Regions from separate parts of the Sus scrofa genome. Here regions 1 and 2 are each linked to region 3. The links are chromatin contacts, called in public Hi-C maps. All regions are on one chromosome and are shown on one strand. Each heading gives the region's core, a stretch centred on a gene start, on an enhancer-like site or on the middle of the called end of the contact. The rest is flanking DNA. Distances are from core to core; before and after follow the strand shown. Region 1 overlaps IL2RA (interleukin 2 receptor subunit alpha). Region 2 has its middle 210 kb from the start of PRKCQ. Region 3 overlaps PFKFB3 (6-phosphofructo-2-kinase/fructose-2,6-bisphosphatase 3).

What was found. A called contact is a pair of places that touch in the nucleus more often than the background predicts.
Region 1: a contact with region 3 is called in a Hi-C map of omental adipose tissue, with 1.4 times the contacts expected there. The contact joins two enhancer-like sites. A contact is called at or near these places in 3 of 47 Hi-C or Micro-C datasets (embryonic fibroblasts, omental adipose tissue and subcutaneous adipose tissue).
Region 2: a Hi-C map of retroperitoneal adipose tissue shows a contact between it and region 3, with 2.3 times the contacts expected there. The contact joins two enhancer-like sites. A contact is called at or near these places in 1 of 5 promoter capture datasets (liver), 21 of 47 Hi-C or Micro-C datasets (alveolar macrophages, blood, embryonic fibroblasts and 11 more) and 2 of 2 datasets of contacts at active chromatin or transcription factors (alveolar macrophages and skeletal muscle).

What each region holds. Positions count from the first base shown.
Region 1 is chr10:64,992,584-64,997,214 of Sscrofa11.1, forward strand. It overlaps IL2RA (interleukin 2 receptor subunit alpha), which reads left to right. Exons shown (of 8, transcript NM_213835.1): 7 at 1,352-1,418; 8 at 1,527-1,963. The coding sequence ends at 1,530. Among named protein-coding and RNA genes, the nearest start is that of IL15RA, 27 kb to the right of the region's middle. Within about 2 kb of position 1,363, at least 8 of the 83 cell types and tissues checked have an H3K27ac peak or open chromatin away from gene starts, as enhancers often do. A contact at or near this core is called in omental adipose tissue, where this site is marked.
Region 2 is chr10:64,647,318-64,651,944 of Sscrofa11.1, forward strand. No RefSeq gene overlaps it. Among named protein-coding and RNA genes, the nearest start is that of PRKCQ, 210 kb to the left of the region's middle. Within about 2 kb of position 1,629, at least 6 of the 83 cell types and tissues checked have an H3K27ac peak or open chromatin away from gene starts, as enhancers often do. A contact at or near this core is called in alveolar macrophages, omental adipose tissue and retroperitoneal adipose tissue, where this site is marked.
Region 3 is chr10:64,793,543-64,798,507 of Sscrofa11.1, forward strand. PFKFB3 (6-phosphofructo-2-kinase/fructose-2,6-bisphosphatase 3) reads right to left here. Exons shown (of 15, transcript XM_021065031.1): 2 at 1,286-1,411; 3 at 324-420. Among named protein-coding and RNA genes, the nearest start is that of PFKFB3, 63 kb to the right of the region's middle. Within about 2 kb of position 3,184, at least 28 of the 83 cell types and tissues checked have an H3K27ac peak or open chromatin away from gene starts, as enhancers often do. A contact at or near this core is called in alveolar macrophages, omental adipose tissue and retroperitoneal adipose tissue, where this site is marked.

The DNA of each region.
Region 1 (4,631 bases), core at 113-2,612, 200 kb after region 3:
GTTTAAACTAACTCTTGGAGTTCCCGTCATGGCTCAGTGGTTAACGAATTCGACTAGGAACCATGAGGTTGTGGGTTCGATCCCTGACCTCGCTCAGTGAGTTAAGGATCTGGCACTGCTGTGAGCTGTGGTGTAGGTCACAGATGTGGCTTGAATTCTGAGTTGCTGTGTCTGTGTGGTGTAGGCCAGCAGTTACAGCTCTGATTGGACCCCTAGCCTGGGAACCTCCATATGCCACGGGTGCGGCCCTAGAAAAGACAAAAAAAAAAAAAAAAAAAAAAAAAAAAAACCCTAACTCTTTACACTACGTAATGTTTCCGAGAGTAAAAGACTAACCCAGAGACCAACATAACTCTCAATCGCAGGGATCAGCTCCAGAGAGCTCTGAGTGAGCTCTCAAACCAGCCTCAACTGGCGCCTCCTGAGGGGATGCCAGGGGACAAAATATTCGGGGTCCCTGTGCGGAGGGGCAAGGCCAGGGGGAAGGACACGGTATCACCAGGGAAGGAGAGAGAAACCCCCCTCTAAACATTCCAGTTGTTTGCTGGTAGGAGGTGAAAGTGGGCTTGGAGAGAAAAACAAACTCAGCCCATAAAACAGGTCACCAGGGGCTGGGGCTGGGGCCGGGGCCAAATGCGAAGATGCTGGTCAAAGGCCACAAACGTCCAGCCAGAAGATGGGTAAATGCTGGAGACTGAAGGTAAAGTGTGGTGATTCGCGTTAACGACGGCGCACTGCAGACTCGAAAGTGGCTCAGAGAGTAAGTCTTAAGTGTTCTTGGCACAGAAAAAGCAACAGCAATTACACGGCAGGAGGGAGGTGTTGGATCTGCACCATACAAGTGTGTCACTTGAAACTTACACAACCTTCCAGGCCAATTCTATTGCATAAGGGGGGGAGGGGCTTGGAGGCGCGTCTAAGGCAGAGGATAAAGTAGGACCACAAGAAAAGCAGCATCTGGGAAACAGGAACCCTTTGGGGAGATGCCAAGTGTTTATCATTTACCTTGATATGTCAGCACTTCTCTTCCCCATCCCGGGCCTCACGCACGGCCTCTTTGAGGCCTGGTCTCTGAGCCTTTCTAAAGAGGGGGCCCATCAGCTGCTCCCCCCGAAAGCGTGGAGCCCCCCAAGGAAAGGCTTGTGCCCTTTCCGTCCACAGGCCCAGGCTGGGGGCCCTGGAGCCTCCGGGAAGCCCCGCGGGGCGGGAGCAACACGCTGCATAGGGGCGGGGGGCGGGGGTGGGGACAGAGACCCGGCGCCCCGCCCAGGGAGCCCTTTGCTCAAGGTTGGGGTTAGGGGTGGGCTTTCTCAGCCCGGGGCGCCTCCCCTGACCTTCCTCCCGTCGACAGTGGCCGGCTGCGTCCTCCTGCTCCTCAGCATCCTCCTCCTCAGCGGCCTCACCTGGCAGCGGAGACGGTGAGTCCCCGGTGTTGAAGGAAGCCCCGCCCATGGTGGGGGGGGGCGCGGCGCCGGAAAGCACCCCCACCCACCCCTCGCCTCTCAACCCCCCCCCCGCATTCCCAGATGAACCCACAGAATTAACGCTGCGGGGAACTGGGAAAGCCGAGGAAACAAACATCCACTGAGCACCTACTGTATGCGGGCTGGATGCTTATCTTCTCAACGTTATTGCCACCTGACACCTTTGGAATAGCAACAGCTTAGGCAGGATAAGCAGCGCGGAGAAGTTGCACAGCAGAGGCCCAACTGCAACCTCTATCCAGGGCCCAGGACCACCCTGAACCTCCCCCACGCTCCCCACCCCCCGCAGCAGACGCTCACACCTGAGCCCCCCAACCTGACCCAGCTGTGGCCTTATTTGCTTAATTCAACTTTCACCCGCAGAAGAGAACAACCTGGAGAGATTTTATTTTAAAATACACCACTGCTTACTTGGGTGGGCCCCAGACAAGAGTACTTTGGTTTTTTTCCAATTGAGATAAAATTCTTCATTTTAACCATTTTAAAGTGCAGTATGCAGTGGTTTTTAGCAACGCAGTGTAGACACCACCACTATCTAATTCCGGGACATTTCCATCGCCCCAAAAAGAAAGCCCCCACTTGCCAGTTCCCTGCGTCCCCCATCCCCCGGCCCCCACGATCCACTGTCCATCTCCACGGCTTTGCCTGCTCTGGACATTCCACGGAGGTGGACACATACCCTGTGTGACCTTCTGTGTATCCTTCTAAAGCCCCTCAGATGCATCTAATACACATCCATCCAGTTTACACAACCCATGCTGGGCCCACGGTTCTGTTGCTTGAGTGAGTCAGAATGTCCCAGTGGGCTTGTGCAAGCAGAGCCTGGGGGCCCACCCCCAGAGTCTGAGTCAGCAGGTCCAGCAGGACCTGAGAATGTACATGTCTAACCCAAGTTCCCAGGTGACAGTGGTCCTGCTGGTCCAGGACCCAGCTCGGAGGACCACACACAGTAAGTGTTCAGAAGCAAGAGTGAAATCATTAAATCATTTCTCTCTCACACACACACGCATACACACACACATACACACACACACAGCCAGTCTCGCCCTCCTTTAGAGAACCCATCCCCAAGGAGACGCCCCCCCAAGGGTGTACTCGGCCAACCCTGATATCAACCCCCAGGAGGACCCCCAAATGACAGAAATTCACTCCCCCAAACCCAAAGCCCTTTGACCCTACAGCTCGCCTAGCCAGAGGGAAACCATCAAATTCCTGCCATTCTTAGGTTGATCATCAGGCCCACAATTTTCCTCCTGTGAATTTAAAAGTACCAATGACTGCAATGCAAAGAAGCAGCCCTCTCGTGTTATGGTACTAGGATTTGTTCGCAAGGAATATTCTCTCTGCTGCGGGGTTGTTGCAGGATTCCCTGAGATGCTGCAGATAAAGGGCCCGAGATGTCAGTACTCAGTCAGAGACCCCCTGCTTTCCCAGCTGCCAACACTTAATACCTGCCAAGGGTCTTTTTATGTGGTAGCTTAAAGACCCAGAGCCTTGGCATTCCTGTCGTGGTGCAGCGGAAACGAATCCAACCAGGAACCGTGAGGTTGCGGGTTGGATCCTTGGCCTCTCTCAGTGGATTAAGGATCCGGCGTTGCCGTGAGTTGTGGTGTAGGTTGCAGTGGAGGCTTGGATCTGGCATTGCTGTGGCTGTGGTGTAGGCTGGCAGCTGCAGCTCCAGTTGGACCCCTAGCATAGGATTGCAGCCCTAAAAAGGAAAAAGCAAAAAAAAAAAAAAAAAAAAAAGACCCAGAGCCTGCACACACATAGAGGGCTGGAGCTATTTGGGAGCAGTAAAGGTTTGGAGTTGATAAGGTGAAACAAAGAACTGCCTGAAACTAGATGAGTTCCCACAAGATCTCCCGGAATTGCAACACGGCCACAGCAGCAGAGGGTACACACCTCAAACTGAACCCTGGTCAGAGAGCTGGTCCCCAAGTCCTTCCTAGGATCCAGTTTCATCTGATGGTGCCCTCTAGTGGCCAAACAGAACTCTTACTCTTTCTTTTTTTCTTTTTTTGTCTTTTTAGGGCTGCACCGCCGCGGCACATGGAGGTTCCCAGGCTAGGGGTCCAACTGGAGCTGCAGCTGCCAGCCCATACCACAGCCACAGCAACGCCAGATCCAAGCCACCTCTGCAACCTACACCACAGCTCATGGCAACGCTGGATCCTTAACCCACTGAGCCCCGATGGGAACTCCCTCTAGCAATTACTAGGAATCCATGATGAGCTAGAGTTGGCTGCCTTACAATGACTCCTGAGAGCTAAAAGTTAGATTTTGCAGATTTTTGTGAACAGTTTTTAAGCATAGCCGTCATTAAAAATTAAAGTACAGGAGTTCCCGTTGTGGCGCAGTGGTTAACGAATCCAACTAGAAACCATGAGGTTGCGGGTTCGGTCCCTGCCCTCGCTCAGTGGGTTAACGATCCGGCGTTGCCGTGAGCTGTGGTGTAGGATGCAGACTCGGCTCGGATCCCACATTGCTGTGTCTCTGGCATAGGCCGGTGGCTACAGCTCCAATTAGACCCCTAGCCCGGGAACCTCCATATGCCGTGAGAGCGGCCCTAAAAAAGGCAAAAAGACCAAAATAATAATAATAATAATAATAAAGTATATAGGAGTTCCCATTGTGGTGCAGCAGAAACGAATCCGACTAGGAACCGTGAGGTTGCAGGTTTGATCCCTGGCCTTGCTCAGTGTGTATGGATTGTTAGGCCCTGGCAGTAAGTGCCTGGTTCATAGGAGACACTCTCATGGCAGCCTTTAAATTGAGATACAGCTGACATGGAAAGGGGTGGAAGTTGAAGGTGTAGGGGGTGTCGATTTGATACATTTATCTGTTGCAACGTAATTGCCACCCCCTGGGTTATGGCTCACACTTTCACCGCATCACATGATTCTCTCACCACATGACCCCTGCTCTCAGAAGCCTACAGACTCGTGGAGGAGAAGAGAAAACAAAATAGAAACTTCAAATATGATTTATTAAAGCCTAAGATCGAGGTGTTGCTGGAGCAAAGAGAGAGGACACTGATCCTACACGCAGGTGCCCAGAAGGCTTTCCGGGCTGGCAATGCCTGCTGCACCTGCGTGGGGCGGGGGGAAGCAGGGGGCGAGGGGACGGGAAGGCGGGGTAAAGGGCACT
Region 2 (4,627 bases), core at 379-2,878, 150 kb before region 3:
CACTTTGTATGATAATCTCTAGGCCCACCCATGTTGCTGCAATTGACGTATTTTATTCTTTTCATGGCTGAGTAATATTCCATTGTGTGTATATATGGATGGATGAATGGATGGATACACACAGTACTCTATCCACTCATCTGTCGAATATTTAGGTTGTTTCCATGTCTTGGCTATTGTAAATAGTGCTGCTATGAACATTAGGGTGCATGCATCTTTCAGAATTAGAATGTTCTTCTTTTCCAGTTACATGCCCAGGAGCGGGACTGCTGGATCCTATGGTAGTTTTCCAAGGATACACCATACTCTTTGGCATAGTGGCTGCACCCATTTGCATTCCCACCAACCCTTTAGGGTTTAGGAGAGTTCCCTTTTCTCCACACCCTCTCCAGCATTTATTGTTTGTAGACTTCTTGATAATGACCATTCAGACTGGTGTGAAGGTGACACCTCACAGTTTTGATTTGCATTTCTCTACTAGTTAGCAATATTGAGTATCTTTTCCTGTGCCTGTTGGCCATCTGTGTGTCTTTGGAGACCTGTCTATCTAGGTCTTCTGCCCCCCTTCCTTTTTCAATGGCTGCACTGCAGCACGTGGAAGTTCCCAGGCCGAGACTTGAATCTGAGTCACAGCTGCAGCCATGACAGATACTTTAACCCACTGTGCTGGGCTGGGGATCAAACCTGCCTCTCTGCAGTGACCCGAGCCGCTGCAATCAGAGACTCTACCCACCCCACCACAGGGGGACCTCCCTTTTCCCATTTTTTGATTGGGTTGTTTTTTTTTTGCTGTTGTTGCATAAGTTATTCGTACATTTGGAGACTGAGCCCTTGGCAGTTGTATCGCTTGCAAATATTTCCTCCCGTTCCCATAGGTTGTCATTTCATTTTGTTTATGGTTTCCTTTGCTGTGCAAAAGCTTTTAGGTTTAATTAGATCCCATTTGTTTATTTTTTCTTTTGTTTCCATAACTCTAGGAGACCGATCCAAAAAAATTTGCTGTGATTCATGTGAGAGAGTGAGTGTTCTGCCTATGTTCTCCTCTAGGAGTTTTACAGGGCATTCATTCATTCTTCAAACAAGCCATTCTTGAGCACCATGTCCCAAGCACTGGAGATGCAAAAATAAACTTACATAATTCAAGCCCTTGCAGCTATAGGGTGAAATGCCAGATTGCAGAACAGTGTGCTTGCGGCAATAATAAGAGGCACACGGATAAGAGTCACCTTGAATTCTATGTGAAATACCCACAGACTACCTTCCCCGAGTTCCGTCAAGTCTTTAGCATGAGGAGAAGCACTGCTTCTGTGCCTGGCCAACATTTCATCTGAGACCCACCAGTCTCAGCTGGGGAAGATCCAGGAACTCCCGGTCCACAGACACAGGGCAGCTCCGGGGAGAAGCTGGTAGACTCAAACCCCTTGAATCCCGCTGCAAAGAAAGCATGCTCGGTACGACCCCTTCCCTCCTTTCCTCGTTTCCAAGCAGAAGGCATGGCCTCAACGGCAGCCGTCGTGTTGGGGCTGGTAGCACATTCCTTGGTGTTTGTCTGAGGACAGTGGCATTGAGGAGCCCGACTCCCACCACACTTCTGCCTCGGAGGTTTTGCCTTCTGCAAATTGCTGGAAACAAAATGTTCCAGCACAGAGGTGAGCGGTGTCTCAGGCAAGAGAGGAACCCTCGGGGATGAGTGTGTCGAAGGTGTCCCTGGCTCCCCTGCCTAGGATATTAGTGGGCAGAGCAGAGCGAACACAAGACACAAAAGCTTAGTGAAGGATTAGAGAGATGGGGGGGGAGAGGAGCGGGGAGGAGGGAAGAGAGAAGGGGGGAGCGGCCAGGGTATAATGTGCAGACACAGAGCAAAGGGCGTCCTGCCCTCAGTGGAGTGTCGCATACAACACGGAGCGCCACCTACGTGAGAAAGGGGGACCTGGGAGGAGTGGTCACGTCCACTCTTCCTTTCCTTGGCGGTTGTTGTGGTTGTTGCTGTTGTTTGGTTTGGTTTGGGGTTTTTTGTTTTTGTTTTTGGTACAAAGAGGGATTGCCAAAGTGAGAAAAAAGAACAGGAAGATAAAAACCCTGAGCCAGGATTTTATCTTTGTCTCCTTGGCTGTCACTATAGTGCTTCCCACGCATGAGGCAGAGGGAGAAAAGGAAGGAAGGAAAAGTTAAGACTTGGCATCTTTCGTAGCCTCTGTGTTCTTGCAACAACTGTACTGCAAAAATAAATAAATACATATACATATCACTGCTGTATTTATATATGTATATATTACTATTATATTACATTACATATTACTATTTTACATATATATAAAATAGTACATAAAATATATGACAGTAATTCTGGACTTGAGTCTCTAGAGGGAGGCAGAGGAACGTGAGAAAAGCTGCCTCTACTGCCACTGTTCCTGCCACCGTACCCAGGGCTGTCTTGGACTTGAGACACTTCATTCATCAGGCAAGATGAGGCATCCGAAGAATCAGTTCTTCTGCCTTGCTCTTAGTTCAAAATGTGCATCCCACCTTTAATCCGTGTAATCTCCACATGTTTAAAGAACAGATCAGAAAAGAGCTGCAGATCATAGAGCAGTGACTATCAGTCATCTGGTCGACCCTCTGGGCCACTGCTGCAACTCAGCAGGAAAATGTGCAGGAATCAGAGCCTTGGACGAGCGCGTTCGAGCTCTGCTCCCTCTACCAGTCATTGTCAGAAGCCCAGTTTTTCATCAGCAAAAGGCTAAGAGCCATCATTTCTACTGTGTCGGGTTGCTGTAAAGACTGATTAATGAAAAAACATGTTCATAAAACAACGAACTACATGGATGCAAATCTAATTATTATTATTACCCATGTGCTCAAGTCTACTTAGTCATGTCCTTAAAGCTGCCCAGGGAGAGGCCACAAGGAGGGCAGGAACTACAGGGGCCACTCTGAGCATCTAACGTGGCACCTCATACACAGCAGGCAATTCTTAAATTTCTTACACAAATGAGTAAAAACACTTATGTGTAGGAAAACCACATCGTTAACATCTAAAACAAGTCCCTTTTTTTTTCCTACTGAGAGAGAGAGAGCACTATTTGTGATTAGTCCAGGAAACAGGTCAAAGGCAGGTCTTTCCTGGGCCAGCTGGACACACGTGGTCACTGCACTTGTGTGGCACCTACCACGCCGCGGGCCCTATCTTGAATGCACTGCAATATTAACCATGTAACTTCAGACAATCTCGTTGCGGCTGGTGCGGATATTAACCACATTCCACAAATAGCTCATGAGGACCTACTACGGGTCCCAAGCCTCCTAGATTCTGAGGACACAGCCAAAACGTAGCTTCCCCAAAAGCAAAGATTCCTGGTCTTTAAGGGTGGGAGACGAGAAAGCCAGGAAATGATACACAAATAAACAAGTAGGTTACATGGCAAGCTAACGGGAGCAGCGCCGCGGATAAAAGAAAGCGATCCTGGGAGCGCGGAAGGCGCGGGGACAGCTGGGCACAGAATCAGTGCGCAAGCGGCCTCGGTCCCACCTGAGGGGCCGCCTCCGGTTCCTGCTTTTAACCTCGACACTGTTTTTTCCCTTCGTTCCGAGGAGCAGCCAGCCTTGCTCCGCATTCGAGTTCGCTTCCTCCATGGGCGGTGGAGGGCGACCCAAAGCCGGGGGATCCTCTCCTGACCTCAGCTCAGGAGCCTCCATCCGTGGCAGACGTCGGAGACTACGGATGCCTCGGTTCGGGTCACGGCTGCGTGGACTCTGAACCCGGGGCCCCTGGAACTGCCTGTCTGCTCAGGAGGAACGAAGGCTCTGCCTAGAGAAGCTGTGTTTGTAGGTTTGGGGACACAGCCAGACAAACCCGCCAGACAGGAGGGAACACATAACCCCGACGGGAAGGGCACGCCTTGCCCAAAGTCTCAACTGCTTCGACTCATCCTGGTCTCTGAGCAGAGTGGAGGCCCCGGAAACCCCAGGATGCTGAACTTCCTCTGCTCTCCCGCCACCCCCCGCCCCCGTCCCTGCCTCCCCCACCCCTCGCCTCCCCCCTCGCCTCCCCTGCCCGCCACCTCTCACATCCCCCACCTCGCGGCCCCCACATCCCCACCTTCCCGCCCCCACATCCCCACCTTCCCGCCCCCACATCCCCAACTCCTGCCCACCCACTTCCCCCACCCCCCTCCTCCCCGCCCCCACATCCCCAACCCCCCACCCCATCTCCCGCACCGCCCCCACCCCCCCGCCCCCACCCCACCCCAGTCTCCCCCGACCCCCACCTCTGACTCCCCCGCCCCCCACCTCCTGCATCCCACCCCCTGCACCCCACCCCCGCCACCTCTCGCACCCCTCACTTCCCCACCTCCCCCTTGCCCGTCCCCCCCCCACCCCCCCTTGCCCTGCCTCCTGCTGCGCTTCTAGCCCTTCCCCGTCTTGTGACTCTGGCGGGACTCCAGGGCGGTTATTCAACCTGTCTCAAGACACCCTGGGCCAAAAGCAGAACGAAGACGGCAAGTGCCGACTCCAGGGCAAAGCCGGCTGCCAAGAAGCCCGTCAGTGGCCCAAGGCAGGCAGCGGGCACAATGGAGCTTTCAGTGTGAAAGTCACCCCAGAAGGAGCTGGCACTTGCCCAGCCTTC
Region 3 (4,965 bases), core at 1,934-4,433:
TGCCGAGCTCCCGCGGGATTCTAAAGTGCAGCCCCCACACATGGGGTCCCTTGGGCTTAAAAAAACTCCTTTTCAAACACAAACAGACGACTTTTCCAGCAAAACAATTTTGCTCGTTCTGAATGAGCTGTTACTGGTGGTCTGCATTGCATCAGCGGAATCAGACCATCTGGGAGCAGAGGAAGGCAGGGGGGCTCCAAGGCGCAGAGGCCAGGGCTGCTATATGGGGGGGTGGGTAGTGCCTCCCTCACAACCAGGGGCACGGAGCAAAGCGACACAGCCCCCTGCCCACCCCACCTCCCGCCCCGCAGCCCGGGCCTCACTTGCGGACTCTCATGGCCTCCTCGTTGTCTGGCCGGAAGAAATTGTAGGAGCTGTACTGCTTGACGGCCTCCCGCCGGTATTCCCCGACGTTGAACACTGGACGGAAAAGAAAGGGCCCTTAGCCTGCCATGCTGGCCACCAGGCGGGGGCCCCTCGCGGCCAGGAACACTCATTCCAAAAAAGGAAACCAAGCCAGCACAGGACTTGCACAAGATTCCAGGAAGCCCTGGAAACCAGACCGCTCCACGTCCAGAACCATCACCAGCCTGGAAGGCAGCCCTGCTCCCCCAGACCCAGCACTGCTCACAGCGGCCGGCTGCTCTGGGCCGCCTCCTAGGGCCCAGCCTGCAGACCAGGGAGAGCTGGAGGCTGAGCCCCAGAGCAGGTGGCAGCCATACGTCTAGGGAAAATCGGGGCGACGACTCCTGCCCACAGGGCTGGGAGCGAGTGACGCTCACACGCATGGCCGGGTCCACAGCAGCCACTCTGCCGTCCAGCGGCCCGAGCCGAGGGGGGGCGCTGGGTGCCAAGTGGGGGCTTCGTGTAAGAAGCACCGCACGAGCCCCAGGGGGACAGCAAGTGTGAAAAATCCATCACTAGGGGTCGGATCGGGAGGGTGCTCAGGGCTTCCTCCCCGTAGCTGGGGAGGCCGGACGAAGCTTCGCAGAAATGTCGCCCAGCACAGACTGTCATCTTGTGACAGTCAGCGAGGGAATTTCCCAGCCAAGGGCTGCTGCGGAAAATTAAAGGAAAAGATCCGCCCAGACTGCGGTGATCAGAGAAGGCTTCCTGGAGGAGGTGAGGGCTGTGGGGGGCAGGATGCGGGGCAGTGGGGATCAGAGCAGCGGGGGAGAAGACACTGGGTGCAAAGGGAAAGGGCAACCTTTTTTTGGGGGGGGGCTGTCTTGGCCACGGGATGGCAGCCTCAGGGGGCCAGTCCTGGCCTGGGGCCGCGGCTCACCTTTCGTGGGGACGCCGATCCAGTTGAGGTAGCGGGTCAGCTTCTTGGAGATGTAGGTCTTGCCGCGGGCAGGGAGGCCCACCATGACGATCACCGTGGGCGAGTTGGCGAGCTTCGGCCCACAGGCTGCGGAGAGCAACACAGACGGGGCGGGGATGAAGCACCAGCGGGGGGGCGTCCTTCGTTCCCACCTCGAAGCTCCCGAATTTTACAATCCCGCAGGTCGGGGCCCTGCTGGCCCAAACCCTCGCTCCCACAGCTCTGAGGTCCCAGCGGCAGGGACCTCCTATCCCCGCATTCCCAGCCTGACAGCCGAGGGCCCCAAGCCCAGCCGGGGACTGGCCAGGACGCCCAGAGTGGAAAGCACCCTGGGGAAGAGGAAGGGACCCCTGGCACCAGCAGGGGCGAGGCCATCCGTAGGAGAGGCCCTTTCCAAGTGCAACATAAGCTGTAACTCGAGGTGGCAGGTTGGAGCTGCCCGGGCACAGACAGAGGCCGACTGTCAATTTCTGAGCCTCCGCATAGGAGATCTGCGTGGCCTTCCTACAAAAAGTCATCTTTAAAAGGCAAGTTTAGGAGTTCCCGTCATGGCTCAGTGGTTAACGAATCCGACTAGGAACCATGAGGTGGCGGGTTCGATCCCTGGCCTGCTCAGTGGGTGGAGGATCCAGCGTGGCTGTGGCTGTGGCTGTGGTGTAGGTTGCCAGCTACAGCTCCGATTAGACCCCTAGCCTGGGAACCTCCATATGCCACGGGAGCGGCCCTAGAAAAGGCAAAAATAAAAATAAAAAAAATAAAAAAGGCAAGTTCAACAAGAGTTTATCAAATGGAGCGGTGCAGGGGCCCAGAAGGACGACCCCCATAAACCTAGACTCTCCCGCCCACCTCTGCCCCTTGGAAGTTCTGACTGATGCCAGTCACAGGGGCCCCAGGCAGGGCCAGGGAAACCCACAGGACTGCCTGTGAAGCCCCTCCTGGCTTTGCTGCTGGACCACTGTCCCAAGTCCTTGGCACCTCGACAAGATAAAACAGTGGGAAGGGAGGCTTGCACTGGATTTCAGGAAGGCAGCCCAAAGAACCCCATTCTGGACATTTCAGGGGCAGCGTCTCGCCCCTGAGACTCTCGGGCACCCTGGTGACAAGAGTGCTCAGGAGCCCGGGGCCACCACCTGCTTGCTCCCCACCAGCCCCGCAGCCCCCTCCCCCTGCTCTGGCCACAGTACAGGCAAAGCCCCTCAGCTGCACCTCAAAACCGAGGTTCTCTGTGTAAGTGGGAGAGGCCCGGACAGGAGGGAGGAGGAGTGGCCACCAGGCCGCTGACTGCACAGGCCCAAGGAGATGCCTCCTCTTAAGGTGGAAGCCCCAACACGGCCCCATGTTGGCCCTGATGACCAAACTGAGGTCACATGTCCAAACACCAGCCATGCAGTCACAGGGTCTGACCCTGGACCCGCAGGCGGGGGCTGTGGAAGATGCAAACGTGCGGGGGCTGTTTCGTCTTCGGTGCTCCTGGACCATCTCCAGGCAGCCTGAGGACCAGGAGCAAGGCCATCGGGGGCCAGGAAACACTGGGCTGGGAGGGCTCAGCTGCTGTGGCAGGAACAAACAAGTTCCTAGAGAAGAGAGGCCTTTTCCTGCCCGCACGGGCACAACAGGGGACAAAGAAGCAGCGGGGAGCTTTCCTGAGTCCCCAGGGGGCAAGCAGAGAAGGCTGGCAGCCTCCACGTAAACCCGTGGGGACAGAAGACACACCCACAGTAAGCCATGTGGCAGCGGCAGGTGACACACGAGAAAGTGAAAGTGTCCTCCCTTGTGCCTGGAAACAGCACTCATTCTGCTACTGCGTCCCCAAGCCGCCAGCTCTCCCCTGGTCTCATGTGATGTCCTCACTAGGCCCCTGCTCCGGGGAGCAGCCAGACCCGCACAGAGATGGACACACACACACACTCTCAGCTGTGCACAGGCGCGGAATGCTTTGGTTGGCCTCGTGCCAAGGAAGTGGAGACAGAGGCTGACGGATTCATCAAATGGAGGATTATGTCCATGCCCACTAATCACAGGGGCACATCTCCTCTGGTAGTAGACAGTTGGAGAGGGAAAAAAAAAGCAAACCCATTAAGATACAGCAGGGCAAGCATCTTAAGCCAAAAACGCAAACTCCATCTCAAACGCAAATAAACCATCACGTCCTCGTCTGACAAAGAAGTCATCCCCCCTCTTCCTCGGGCTTCTTTTTTTTTTTTTTTTTTTTTTTTGTCTTTTCTTGAGCCACTCCCAGGGCATATGGAGGTTCCCAAGCTACGGGTCGAATCAGAGCTGTAGCCGCCGGCCTACACCAGAGCCGCAGCAACACAGCATCCAAGCCCGAGTCTGCGACCTACACCACAGCTCACAGCAACGCCGGATCTTTTAACCCACTGAGCAAGGCCAGGGATCAAACCTACAACCTCATGGTTCCTAGTGGATTCACTAACCACTGAGCCACACGGGAACTCCTTCCTTGGGCTTCTTGCATGAGGTTCAAGGAGCTGCCAGAGGGACTGTCAAACGTGCCTGCCGGGGCCCCTCCGCCTGCGGTCCCCAAGGGAGCAAAGAAGCCACAAAACTTTGTAGTGAACCCCTCGGGTCTTACCCCCCCCCTTAAACTCAGAGCCCATGGCAAGTACCTTCGTGGTCCTCCAGTCACCTGCTCCTGCCTGGGTTCCCCTCCGACCCTCAGCTTCCTCTTCTCTGCAGCCCCTCCGCCCCCTCTCATCTGTCACACCTTCCTCCCTGGAACTCTGCCTCTTCCTCCTCCTCCCCAGCAGCACAGGGATCAGAGAAGACAGGTACGGAGTTTACCGCAAGGTTTTCCAAAAAGTACTTGTGGGGCAGGGGACGCACAGAAGTCGGAGGGTGAGGAAGCCGACATCCGCGTGCAGCCCGGGGACAGAGGCTGCACGGGCGGTTCGCGGTCCAGCCCTGCTGCCTGACTGAGCTGCCAACCTCTCCGGCTGCTGGAACCCACTGCCTCAAGCAGGCAGCACAGACTCCCAGCCAGCGGTACTGAGGGACTCCAAACGCAGGCTCTGCAAGTAAAATAAACCCAAGGAAGACACTCTGCTGATGCTCCCTGATCTGCGCCCCCAAGCTTTGTACCCGCAGGCGCTCTGAAATGCTAACCTCAAAAAGATGTCACGTGACGCACACTCTTCTCTTCTGAGTAGCTAAGTTATGCTCCAGCGAGTTTGGGGTGGGGGTGGGGGCGGATGGAAAATAGTGCGGTGTAACCGCGGGTGTGGGCGGGGTCGGTGCCCAAGACGGCCCTGCCGCGTCTGCAGTAACCATGGCGACCTGCCCCCCCCCCCCAGAAAGGGCAAACCACACGCGGCTCAGAAAGCCTTGCTGTGACTCTGCGGTGACAGCATCCGTGAAGGGCTCTCTGGGAAACAAGGTCCACGTGCTTGGCCCTGGGAGAATGGACGGCAGGAAGGGACAGCGGACGCTTGGCTGTGGCCCGCTGGACACAAAGCCTCCTCTCCTGGGATCACATCAGCCCAAGAGTCCGATCCATCCGCGATAAGAAGCCACATTCACACAAGCTCCTCGCGGTGGGGAGGGGTTGCTGGGGTCTGCGGGCGGGAGAACCCGGGCCCGCAAAGCCTCTTTCAAAAGTGCTTCTGTTCTATGTGGTGCAGGCC